Regions from separate parts of the Hordeum vulgare genome. Here region 1 is linked to region 2. Evidence: chromatin contacts called from public Hi-C data. All regions are on one chromosome and are shown on one strand. The core of a region is the stretch at or near the end of the contact, and the rest is flanking DNA. Distances in the headings are between cores, read along the strand shown. Region 1 holds the start of LOC123446609. Region 2 has its middle 64 kb from the start of LOC123446607.

What was found. A called contact is a pair of places that touch in the nucleus more often than the background predicts.
Region 1: a Hi-C map of seedling shows a contact between it and region 2, with 2.0 times the contacts expected there. The contact joins the promoter of LOC123446609 here to the enhancer-like site in region 2. A contact is called at or near these places in 2 of 6 Hi-C or Micro-C datasets (leaf and seedling).

What each region holds. Positions count from the first base shown.
Region 1 is chr4H:456,817,437-456,823,905 of MorexV3_pseudomolecules_assembly, forward strand. LOC123446609 reads right to left here and starts at 1,851. Exons shown (of 2, transcript XM_045123183.1): 1 at 1,512-1,851; 2 at 456-702. The coding sequence starts at 1,734. The coding sequence ends at 686. LOC123448941 (DDB1- and CUL4-associated factor 8) reads right to left here and starts at 5,577. Exons shown (of 5, transcript XM_045125991.1): 1 at 5,354-5,577; 2 at 4,409-4,660; 3 at 3,932-4,075; 4 at 3,169-3,846; 5 at 2,282-3,072. The coding sequence starts at 5,473. The coding sequence ends at 2,830.
Region 2 is chr4H:456,499,017-456,505,368 of MorexV3_pseudomolecules_assembly, forward strand. No RefSeq gene overlaps it. Among protein-coding and RNA genes, the nearest start is that of LOC123446607, 64 kb to the right of the region's middle. Within about 2 kb of position 2,200, at least 3 of the 3 cell types and tissues checked have open chromatin away from gene starts, as enhancers often do. A contact at or near this core is called in leaf and seedling, where this site is marked.

The DNA of each region.
Region 1 (6,469 bases), core at 601-3,100, 320 kb after region 2:
GAGGTAGCTCGGCTACGTGTCTCTATTCTTGCCCACCCAAAGCTGTCGACCTGTGGTGCTACCTATTGCTTCAGAGTTCCGAGTTCCGAGAGAGTTTGCGTGTGCACAGGGTAAGGCCTAGTTCGATTAATCCCTTCCCTGCAGGAATTCGAGGGGATTTGCAGGGATTTTGGTTTGTAGGGGATTTAATCCCTTTCAATCCACTTCAAATTCACCTCAATCGAACAAGCCCTAAACCAAACGAACAAGCCCTAAACTCAGGATGTAAGTGGGCGGCTCGTTGGACACTCTTGGACTTGGCCACATTGCCCATCACTTTTTACGTGGGATTAAGTGGTAGCGCAGTTAATTTTTATGTGGGACTGATGATGTCCATATATTGTCCATGTACTGCAACATTCATACTTTCTCATATTAAAATACTCTAAATCTATCTTCAGAAAAAATATACTTTCTGAGATAAAAATATTGTCCATATATTGCAACAAAATAGACTTTTTCAGATAAAAATACTCCAAATCTCTCTTGAGATTAAACATTTATCTGCAGCTTACACTCTCTCGGATAATAATTAAACTACAGGATAAAATTCATACTTTCATAGTAGAAGAAAGAGCAAAATCCACAAAGCAACAGCAACTTGCACCATGAATCAAACATTTTTTTTGCAGATGAAATGTATGCCTCAACCTGAGTCTGCATCTGCAAAAGTTAGCATGGTTCACACAATTAAACTACAGTTCATAGGAATTAATATACCTATCAAACTTTGCTGGGCGGTGAAACTAAATTAACTGCTCTCAAAAACTCAAATAGTGCAGCCAAGCAGAGCAAATAGACAAAAGATTTAAACAGCAAAACAAATTCAAACAGTGTGAATCCGAGTCGAGAAAGATAAATTGCACACTTGAATTAGATTATATTTTCAGGCAACCTTGAGACATGTATGACCAAAAATACAGTCCATTACTCTAACTACTTATATGTCAGGAATTCAGCCGACCGTCCCTCCCTCATCTCCACAATCTTCAGTACTAGCTAGCTGTTCCATGAAACAATCACACATCTACTTACAGCCCCAGAAACAAGTTTGAATCAAATGCATCTCGAGATTATCCTTGAAGCAAAATTTGGACGCTGAATCGGCGAACAATTCTGAAACACTCTGTGTATCCAGGTGCTACTAATTCAAAGATGAATTGATATGGATTACAGATAGATAGACTGAAGGTGCATACATAACTGATTTCAACACAACATAGCAAAACACAAGATCTCACCCTTTCATAGACCTTTCTAACTGTTTCCGTATAAAAAGATCATCACTGTATTATAACTGATTCGTGTGCTAGTACAAGTAAAGCAAAACACAAGTAATTCAGATGATATTGTAATCTACCATTCACCGTGCAGTCAAGCAGATTCATCACACGAGCACATATCCAGAGCCCAGCGTCATTTACATCCTGAGCTAATCTGGAGGAGGAGGAGGAGGAGAGGAGTTTGCATACCTGGGAAGAGAAGAGGCGGAAGCGGGGGAGCAGGGGCCGAAGAGGCCATCGCTGGGATCGGGAAGGGAGCAGTCACGCAGGGCTCGGCTTCGTCTCCGGCTATTCCCCTTGACTGTGGCCGCGGAGCAGGAGCTGAAGAGGACATCCGCGAGTTAGGGAGAGAGCAGAGGAGCATCCCCGCAAGGCTCGGCTCGGTCGCCAGTGATGTTCTCTTTAGCTCCATTGAAAGGACGCGACGGCGGCGCCATTGGAAGCGAGAGGTGGTGCGGTGGAGATGGCGGCGGCGGTGGCGCCCTAGCGTAGGGCGGGACGATTGACCAGGGAGCGAGGAAGGAGATTTGTAGACTGCCCTGTTGCTCGCTCGATGGGCTTTTCTGGGCTGCCCATTTACGCCAGTTAGTTTTCGTGGGTGTCCACAAACGCCGCTTAACGGTTTTTTGGTGAATGGCATATATGGGACTAATGGGTCCTAGCACCATTTACATCCCACCCTAAACCGAACAAGCCCTAAGAGAACACCATCAGGCACGCGCTCACGCTGGATTGCAAGGTTGTGGCATTGATCCATTCCGGGGATAACTCCGGTTCCCTTTTTCTTCTGAAAAGCCGAAATGCACTATTAGTCTGTTCATCTTTTTTTTTTGTAAGCCGAAATGCAGCCTTTTTTTACAGAGGAAGTTGTGAAAGTTGCAGGGTGCAGTAGAATGATTCAGTGAGAGACACTGGATAGTTACGCCGAACATGAAAGGAGGCGTCAGATGAGTCCATGATTCACAAAATGCAGTATCAGGTATCACATCTGAACCTAAATGTTACATCAGGCTTCAGTGATGAGTCCATGATTCACAAAATGCAGTATCCGGTATCACATCTGAACCTAAATGTTACATCAGGCTTCAATGCTGACAACCTCCCATGATTTCTCAGCCAATGAAACTTGTGTACAAGCTGCACGGTTGTCACAGACAGGAGACAGGCACTCCCTGATATAGTTCATAGTTACATTGGCTTCCCTAACAAGGAACGCCTTTATTTTACTAGACTGAGCACAGATTTGAACATACTAACATACTAGCGCAATAACAAAAAAGAAGTTGCAGGTTGTGACACACTACCAAACAGTTTTCTTCCACTTAAGGCCTTGTTCGGTTAATCCCACCGAGGAGGGGATTAGAGAGGAATGCAGGGGATTGAGGTGGAATTTGACTTGTAGGGGATTTAATCCCTCCCAATCCCTTCCAAACCCCTCCAATTTTGAAGAAACCGAACAAGGCCTAAATATCACTGAATGTGAAGTTGCAACCTAAAAACCATGGCCTCATGTCACAATGCATTCCCTGGGATCAGAGTTCGATCTTTGGTTCCTATCACCATCACCAAGCCCAATGAAGAAAGTCTCATCACCACCAGTTGCAAAATCGGCAGCAGATGGTTCATGATTTGCATACAATTCAGATCGTCTGCTTTGCAATCTTAAGACACGCATCATGACGTCTGATGAAAGCGTCACTTCTCCTTGGGAGGCATGGGCTTCCCTCTCCCGCTCGTTTGACGCTATTATCTGTCACGCCACAAAACATTACTGTAAAATACAAACTGATTGCAACAACAAGAGCAAGTACGCAGTCAATTGTATGAACTAATACATAAGACTTACTTGATTTGCATATTGAGGCAATGGCATCACTTTGCTTGACGAAGGTGTCCAAGTCTTTATGCTTTTGTCGATCCCACTAGTAGCTAGAAACGGAAAATGCGGATGGGGTTCGATGCAATTAACGACGTATTTATCGCCACGCATCATCCTCATCAACTTACCTCCCTTTTTCCTCCAAATGAACACATGCCCGCAGTCTGACCCACTCAAAACATATTCATTATTGGGTCCAAAGAAACTGACTCCTTTAACAGTTCTGAAATTTCTGTGACCAGAGTATGATTGTAGCTGCTCGAGCTTGTCCAAATGCTCTGGCTGTGTTGATTCAGGATTTGGACCAAGACCCATATAGTTCTGGAACAGGTAGATAAGCTCATCATTGTATGAGACAAGTATCTCGCTTGAATACGAGTATGCAATACTAGTGACGTGGACCTTCCCACCCATAAGAAGGTGCTTAGGGCAGAAGGTATCAACTGGTAGGTCCATATTGCTTGAAGAGTCCAAGTTTATTTTCCTAAAATCATACAGCCGTACATACTCATCGGAGCCACCAATCGAAAAATAATTAGGGTTCTGTGGGTCAATGGCAATGGTATTCAGTCGTACACGGCGCCTTCTATTTGAGAATGAATAGCAGGTGAGAAGCTTTATTGGTGAATCACTGCGCAGGTCAAACTGTAAGAAACAAATATTCAGTATAAATGTGTGAAACAATGTAATCGTTGCTTTGATACTAGCATATAATGGAGGAGTGACATACGTGTTGTACTAAGCCATCCTCTCCACAGCTGTAAAGTATGTGAGGACTTCCCGGTTCGAGAGCCATCTTATGTGCACGATCATGATGTTCCCCAATTTGTTTGGTTGTGAATTCACCACCCTGCTTCATTTGTCCCACCCTAACCTGTGTACAAGTGGTGTGATTGAAATCACCATCAGATGAACAGAATGGTAAATTTAATGAATCTGCAGACACCTGATAACCAGAAAAACCATTTCAAACATAAAAAAAAAGTTGCTTGTAAGGTCTTGTGGAGATAGCTTTTGAAGACATGGCTTATAAGTGGCCTTTTGGTTAGTTATGTATGGCGCTATTATTCTAGAGTTTCCTAAGGGTGCTATTGGATGGATCACATAAAAAACAGTACATACTCATTGGGACACTTGTGATATCTGATTAGTACATAATACTACTAATACTGCAAGGAAAAAGACTCAAGTGTGGGTAGAGGCATACCTGACCATCAGCAGCAACGGTCACAATGGTGCTATCATCTGTGAATGGCATCACACGAGCATGAAAGACATTTTGTTGATGTCCAGAAGGGTAAGTTAGTTTTTTAGTTTTAGCAAGCCAGTCCCATAGTATGATGTCTGTGTCGTCTGAACCAGACACAAGGAGGTCACCAGCAGGATTGAAGCTTACAGTATTAACACAGCCACTATGGCCTCGCAACTTTCCATATTGGCTCATCCGCAAAATTAGGCCCTATTCAGAAGCACAAAATGAAAATAGCAACCAGTCAGCATCAAACACCAGAACAGTAGTGGCTGCAAGAATTTCACAATTGCGAACAGAGTTACAACATTCCATCATGTACCAAACTAGGAGTATATATCAAGCTAATGGAACTTGGTAAGTACTAAGATATTAAGACTAATACTCCCTCCGTTCCTAAATATAAGTCTTCTCAGCGATTTCAATGTGGACTACATAAGGAGCAAAATGAGTGAATCTATACTCCAACATATGTCTATATACATCCGTATGTAGTCTATATTGAAATTTCTAAAAGGACTTATATTTAGGAGCCGAGGAAGTAGAATGCGAAAACAGAGCCCCGGGCCACTAACAGTCGAACAGTATGACTGTATTTAATCAATGGGCTCTCACAACTGACAATGAACACTCCGTGTCAACGTGAACAGAGATATGAGCTTTATGGCACAAAGTACATAAAGCACAGACCGGACTAAGGCATATATGCAACCAAATCACCTCAATATGCCGCTTGCGAACATGCTTAATCCTATCCCAGTAATTCACCCCTGCCGACAGAAATATGCAGAACGTTCCCTATTCCCTAACAATATCCGCGGCCAGCGATGCTGGATCCGCTCGAGATACCGATGGAAAGTACAGGAGATCACACTGAAATGGAAATAATTGAGAAAGGAGCACCTCGGAGCCGCTGATTTGGGACGAGGAAGCGCGGGAGCTGGATGAGCCGATCTCGCGCTTGCGGACCTCGAAGAAGCAGCTGGCCGCCCGGCGGCCAGATGCCTTGCCGACAGCGGCCATGGTGAGCGGTGGGGTGGGAGAATAGAGAGGCAGCGCGAGGGATGGGAGGGGATTTGCCGGGGTTTTAACGGGTACAGGCCTTCCGGGTGCGTGCACGGTGCAACTAGAGGCTCGGTTAGTGTGATGTTTCTAGGAGTTGGACCCTTGAACACACGTGGTTTCCCTTTGCGTTTCTTCCGCCTGCTCTGGACTTTGTTTTCTCTCACAAATTTATTTGCCCACAGAAGGCGGCAGGATCACAATTTTGTTGGGCAGAAGAAGCGCAACTATTTCTGCCATGTGTTGCTCCAACAAATAAATGTGTTAGTGGACAAGGGAATCGTTAATGTACAAACGTGTTACACCGACAATATGCATGATCCTCGCCCATAATTTTCCTTTTTTAGTTGAATATAATGCGTGCAGAATGTGGCATTCAAAAAATTGGTTGATTGAAAATAGAATGCCTCTACCAAGTACTCCTTTACCCGGTCATCGCATCACATATACAGTTTCTCCCTTTTGTCGATTTTTCAGTTGAAAGCCCCTTATCCATGAAGACTACAAACGACCATTGACTTGTAGGGATGGATGAAACCACCTTATATGTGAAGACGACAAACGGACATTGACTTGTAGGGATGGATAGAAGGCCCGTTACGCGTGGAAACTACAAACCACTATTAATTTGGAGGGACGGAGTTCGAGCAGAAAAATTTCGCAACTGCCCATGTTGTTGGTTGCATTAAAGGCAAGATATGATTCGTATTGGATGATCTTTTTCTCTCGCATGTTAAAAATAAATTCGGTGCCGGCCCTTTGAAGATGTTTTGAGCCATCGAGGTGCAGAATTTAGGGTTTTTTAGACTACTTATCCGAACTAATGACAGAAAGGACCACCTTCAAGTACTATTGGAAAAACTATCGTGGCGTCAGGCCCAGCAACCGACACGTGGCACCTTCCACCACAGTCGGAGACAACAGGGCTTGCCACCACAGCCCAAGGCGGCTGCCTGA
Region 2 (6,352 bases), core at 950-3,449:
CGCCCGCGTGTAGTTGTGCTATTTTGCGCCCATGTACTCTTTGGACCATAGCCAGATTTGACCTGTTTCACGTTTTTTTGTCATACAGTTTTTAATGAATTTCCAGGGCATTTAATACTTACACATGGTTGCATATTTTTAAAATGCCAATAATTAACAAATCGTGCATCGGATCCGATAAATTCTTATCGGTGGATTGTTCAAGCATTCTCTAATCTAATCATGCTCTCTTGTCCTCATGTAGTCAAGTTCATTTGTGTTATCCTCTTTCATTCCATATTCTTACCGGTGTTCCTTCCAAGACTTCTTCAAGTTTGTGCCCATATCTCTCCTCAATCTTTTCAAGTGGAGTAAGTGGTATGCTAAATCCATTGCTTTCCATCAATTTAACTTAATGAAGGATAAGCATAACATAATTCTTATTGCTGTATCATCAAGTGATTTCAACCATTCTTCCGGAGTGGTTCATGATATCAATTCTTGTTTCTAAGCTGTTCATTTTTTCTGAACTTCCAAGCTTTTTCAAGTATCTCATCGCCAAGCTTCATCAAAATTCTAGCAAGGCCTCAATCTTGTTCCTTTTGAAGCAACCTTCAACTCTTTCTATCATCCTTTCATTTCGGTGTTCTTCAAGTGGATCTTCATGTTGGTTCTTCATGAATGTAATTCATTCTCAAGGTATTCTTCAAGATTCTTGTTGAAGAACCTCAAGTATTCTTTCTTTGTCTTTTCAAAGTGAAATTATTCCTCCTTTTTCCTTGAGGTGGTGTTATAGAAGTCTTGTTTATAAGGAGTCTCGAAGAGAATTTGTTTCAAGAATGAGATATTTAAAGCCACCAAATTCTTTGATCATGAGATATTTAAACCCACCAAATTCTATGATCATGAGATATTTTCAACCCATGATTTCTTCATTGAGCTATCTTGGTTTAGATTCACCTAAAGCTTTTTCTAAGGATTGTTGCTATTATGGTGATTATTCTTGATCCAAGTTGTCAATGTATCCTCTTGGTGAAAGAAGTTTTGCATCTCTTGTTGCTCCCAAGCTACCAATTGTTTCCGTTAGTGGTTGGTTGTCACCTCATAATTTTGAAATGGTTTCCATAAGTCCATTACAAGCTTGTTCATTCGTTATTGTTTTTCCAACAACTAAGTTCAATTCTTCTTGTCAGGATACTTATCGAATTCAATTGTGGTAGAAGTTGTCATTTTCTTCTCCATTCTTTCTTCCCAGTGATCTAGTTTCTATTCTTTGTTCTGGAAGCTTGTGATGTTGCTCTCTATTATCCATTACCTACTTTTATCAATATCATGTTATTTCCTTGCTTATTCATTTTGCCGGAGTGTTGTGTCATCTTTTCAAATTCTTTCCATCTTATGAAGTTTTGCTTCTCTTTCCTACTGAAGTGCTGCCGAAATTTCTTTTGAATCCTTGCTTGTTCCTCATGTCATTCTTCATATCTTTGCATTCCTCGGGATTCACTGGATTCACTCGTTTGTCAAAAAGCAACTAATTTTTACCTATTGCTCTTGCTCTTTCTCTTCCCCCTATTATTCTTAGATCTCGGACGAGATCTCTTGTTACTGTAGGAGAGTTGTCGCCATGTCGTTTATTTAGTTGTTGCATTCATCATCGCATCATGTTCATTATTTTCATAGTATCGGCACTCCGTTGCCGTACATTTTCAAAGCTTGCATCCGTTATTAGTTGTCGGTTCTCTACGTTTTGTCGTTGACTGTTTCGAGAACAACCACACACGCACTTGCCTGCGACATCGTTAAACATTGTTTTTAAAAGTGTGTATAAAACATTCTCACATAGGGTCGAAAGTTGGCGTGTGGTTTTATTATAGTGTAGGTAGGCCGTCTGTAAAATTTCGTCACAATCGGAGTCCGTTTGATACTAGAACCGTTAAACCTATAGCAGCAGTATAGACGGTCAAACCACAAACGTTTTCGGTGTTTTAAAACTTCATTGTCAGGCCGCAACCTTTCCTCTATTCTTGATCTAGCCATCTATACACAGCCCACTAACCCATCCTAGCCAACCCCATGACCGGGACCGTCTGATCACGATCGCACAGTCAAAATCGGAGCTAAAAATCCTAAATTTATCCCCCTTTCCCTATATAAACACCCCTTGCGTGTTTTGGACTTCTTCCCCCTCCCACCTTGCATAATGTGCCTCCCCAGCTTGCGGCCATCACTTGGTGCCGATGCAACCGTCGTGGCAGTCAACCCCCGCGCGCCCTCAGACTCCCCCACCGCACACTCGTCGCGGCCCGGATCTTAGCCCGCACGGGGCCCGAATCGCGTCGCCGCCCGAACGCGCCCGGAGCGCCCGTGCCTCCAACCCTTGTGAGCACTCGTCCCATCGCCTGATGCCGCACGTCCTTGCCGGCCGGTTTCCGAAGCGCCACCGTCGGCCACCGGAGACGTCACTCCAGGCCAGGCCCCGTCGCTCCTTGCCTCGCCTCCCTCCCGATTCTGCTTTCCCTCTCTCTCACCTCGCGTTTACTCTGCCTCGCACGAATCTGCCATGGCTGCCTACCAAGCATCCGCCACCACCGAGGAGCTCAACCGCTGCCGTTGTGGCGTGGATCCGGCCGCGCGGGGCCAAATCTGCCCATCCCAGGACGTGTCTCGCCGTCGGTGCCCTCACCTCGGCCTCGCCATGTCCGTCGCTGGCGCCCGCCGCCATGGACGATGCCCGGTGACCGTGATCTTGTTGACGAAGCCATGAGCGCTCGCCCGCTCCACTGCCTTATGGGTTGTGCCTCCCTCCAAGGCCCAGTCTAGGCCTAGCTTTAGCTCGCAGGAGCCAAGGCCAAGCGCTTCACCGCGGCCCAGCCAAGCCGGCCAGATCTGGCCGAGGGTGAGCACAACCCGTTATTTCTCGCCCGCGTGTAGTTGTGCTATTTTGCGCCCATGTATTTTTTCGGTCCATAGCCAGATTCGGCCCATTTCGCGTTTTTTTCTGATGTTGTTTTTAATCAATATCCAAGTCATTTAATAATTATAAATGGTTGCATATTTTTAAAATGCCAATAGTTAATGAATCGTGCATCGGATGGAAATAATTATATATGTAAAATGTCGAAAATTTCATGGAGATTAGTAATATCCCATTTCCATGGATGTTAAAATATTTAAACCTGTTGTTTGCATTGTTCTGCGTGATGCCATATTGAAGTGATTTAATATGTAGCAATAACTGTGCATCGGATTTTAAAACTTTATACATGAAACCTGCTTAGAATTTTGTTTAGTTTCACCATATCCATTTTTCAGCCATGTTAGAAATATTTAACTTGTTGTTTTCATTTAAATTGCATAAATGCCATGTTAAAACGATTTATTTCATAACTAGTTAGCCGTAACTCCGTTTTAAATGTTCCATATATGTAACTTGACCAGAAAAATGTGTATAATAACATGATAGTAATTATTTTTCTGTTTAACAACTCTAAAATTGTGTGTAGGCAGAACAATACTGAATCATAATTTGCATGTGGGATTTGTATAGGCAGAACATGGTAGTAATTATTTTGTTGTTTAACAATCGGAATTGCTGTTCATTTTGCTCGCATCATTTAAACTTGCTTAAAATTTTAGTTAGTTTCATAATATCTTGTTGCATCCATGATTAACATGTTGTGGCTGTCATTGCAGGCATTTTGCATTCGTGGCATATCATCTTGTGTTGCTCATATCTTTTAGACCGTAACTCCGTTTTAAGTGATCTATATATGTAAATCGAGAAGAATGACGTGTAGAATCAAATGGTCCACTTTATTTTTCTATTTAATAAATATAAAATATGTTTAGTATAGATTGGGACTAATTTCGAAATTAACATATGGGTCGCTTCGGAAATCCTATAAGTTGTTTCCGACCTCATTTAATATGCCTAGATAGTGTAGTTTAATTATGCTTCACCTCTTACCATGTTTAAACAACATTTAATATTGATGAGTACCTAAACGCGAGTGAACTAAATATATGAACGCAGAGTTTTTCCAATATGCAACTCGTTGCATATTGAGCTTCACTTAATGTGTAGTATTTGATTGTTGTGATGTGCCATGCCTTGCATAATCAAACCGGACATGCATCATATGTGTTTTTCAATCATGTCATGCATATGTTGTGGTGAATTTCGTGTATTAATTCTTGTTTCCAGATTGCGTCTTCTCGATAGAGTTCCGCAAACGTGTCGGAATGTGAGGATTCATTCGACTACGTTGGTTCGTCTGCTTCACGGATTCATCTTCTTCCAAAAGGGATCACAGGAAAGATGATCATTTCCATAGATACCATTACTATCATTGCCATGCTAGTGGTCTCATTTCTTCGCTATGTCTTGCTGCCTACCACCTAATTAATAAGCCTCGAAACATTACCATGAAAAGCCTCTAACCTTTCCACAACCACTGTTTGGCTATGTTACCACTTGCTCGGCCTTCTTATAGCGTTACTAGTTTCAGGTGCAGTTGCTTCCATGTGAAAACATGGGTTCCTTGTTATATCTTCATATTATTGCCATTTAATTTAATGCACCTATATACCTGGTAAAAGGTGAAAGGCTTGGCCGTTTGGCTGGGTGATTTGTTCCGCTTTGGCCACCTTAGTTTCGGCTACCGGTGTTAAGTTCCATATTGAGCGCTCCTAACATGCTTGGGGTTGTTATGGGGACCCCCTTGACTTTTGTTTTGGGATAAAACTCTTCTGGCAAGGCCCAACATTGATACTATATCTGCCCAACATAATAATACTGAACATCGTTAGTAACGCATAGGGAGTTAGCGCAACTCGTGGATTAATTCAACATAATACAGGGGCAAGTGCTGATGGTGCTAGACTAAAACAGAGCATCATGCGGGGCCAACTCGGGGCAACTCGAGAGATGTCTATCAGGCCACCGCACGCTATCTTACCCGTCGTGTCCTGAAAACAAGATACGCGTCTCCTATCGGGATCGTCGACACGTCTTGTGCGAGGGATTCTGACGATACTTTGGGCCACCCTGAAAGGACGTGGATGTCGCCTAGAGGGGGGGGGTGAATTGGCGCTTTAAAATAATTACGGTTTAGGTTTGAACAAATGCGGAATAAAACTAACGGTTAATTTGTCAGGCATAAAACCTAAAACAACTAGGCTCACCTATGTGCATCAACAACTTATGCTAAGAAAGATAAACAACTAAGTGATAGCAAGCTATATAACAAGAAACAATATGGCTACCACAAAGTAAAGTGCATAAGTAAAAGGCTCGGGTAAGAGATAACCGAGACACGCAGAGACGACGATGTATCCCGAAGTTCACACCCTTGCGGATGCTAATCTCTATTTGGAGCGGTGTGAGGCACAATGCTCCCTAAGATGCCACTAAGGCCACCGTAATCTCCTCATGCTCTCGCACAATGCAAGATGTCGTGATTCCTCTAAGGGACCCTTGAGGGTGGTCACTGAACCCATACAAACAAGGTTGGGGCAATCTCCACAACTTAATTGGAGGCTCCCAACAACACCACGTAGCTTCACCACAATGGACTGTGGCTCCGTGATGACCTCAAATGCTCGGGGCAATCTTCACAACTTAATTGGAGACCCCGACACTTTCCCGAAGCTTTACACCACAATGATTGAGCTCCAATGCACCACCAAGATTCTATGACGCCAAAGCATCCACGAAGAACAATCTCTAGGGTACCAAGCACCCAAGGGTAACAAGCTCTCAAACTTATCACTTCCACGTATAACTGTGGAGAACTCAAACCGATGCAACTAATGCAATGAGAAGAACACACGAAGTGGTCAAGTCCCTCACACTCAAATCCCTCCACAACAACATAAGCTATGGAGGAATATAAGAGGAAGAACAAGGAGCTCACAAAGAAGTCCAAGATCAAGATCCAAGGGGTTACCCTCACATAGAGGAGAAAGTGATTGGTGGAGATGTGGATCTACATCTCCTCTCTCTTTTCCCTCAAGAAATAGCAAGAATCATTGGAGGGATTGACAGTTAGCAAGCTCTAATAAGGTCAACAATGGGGGGGGATACGAGCTCAATGGATAGAAAAGCATTGGGGAAGAAGACCCCCTTTTATAGGCCTCCCCAAATCGAACTGTTATGCACTCAGTCAGTGCACAAGCGATAGTACCGCTCAGGCGAGCGGTACTTCCGCTAGAACGGAAGTTTCAAGGAAAAACGTGCGAATGGCAAAGATCTCGGGGCGGTAGTTCCGCCGAAGCGGTACTACCATTCTGCCCAACGGTACTAATGCTGCCGCCAAGCAGTACTACATCTCAAAATGGAAAAGACCCCGAAGATGCCAGAAGAAAAATATAA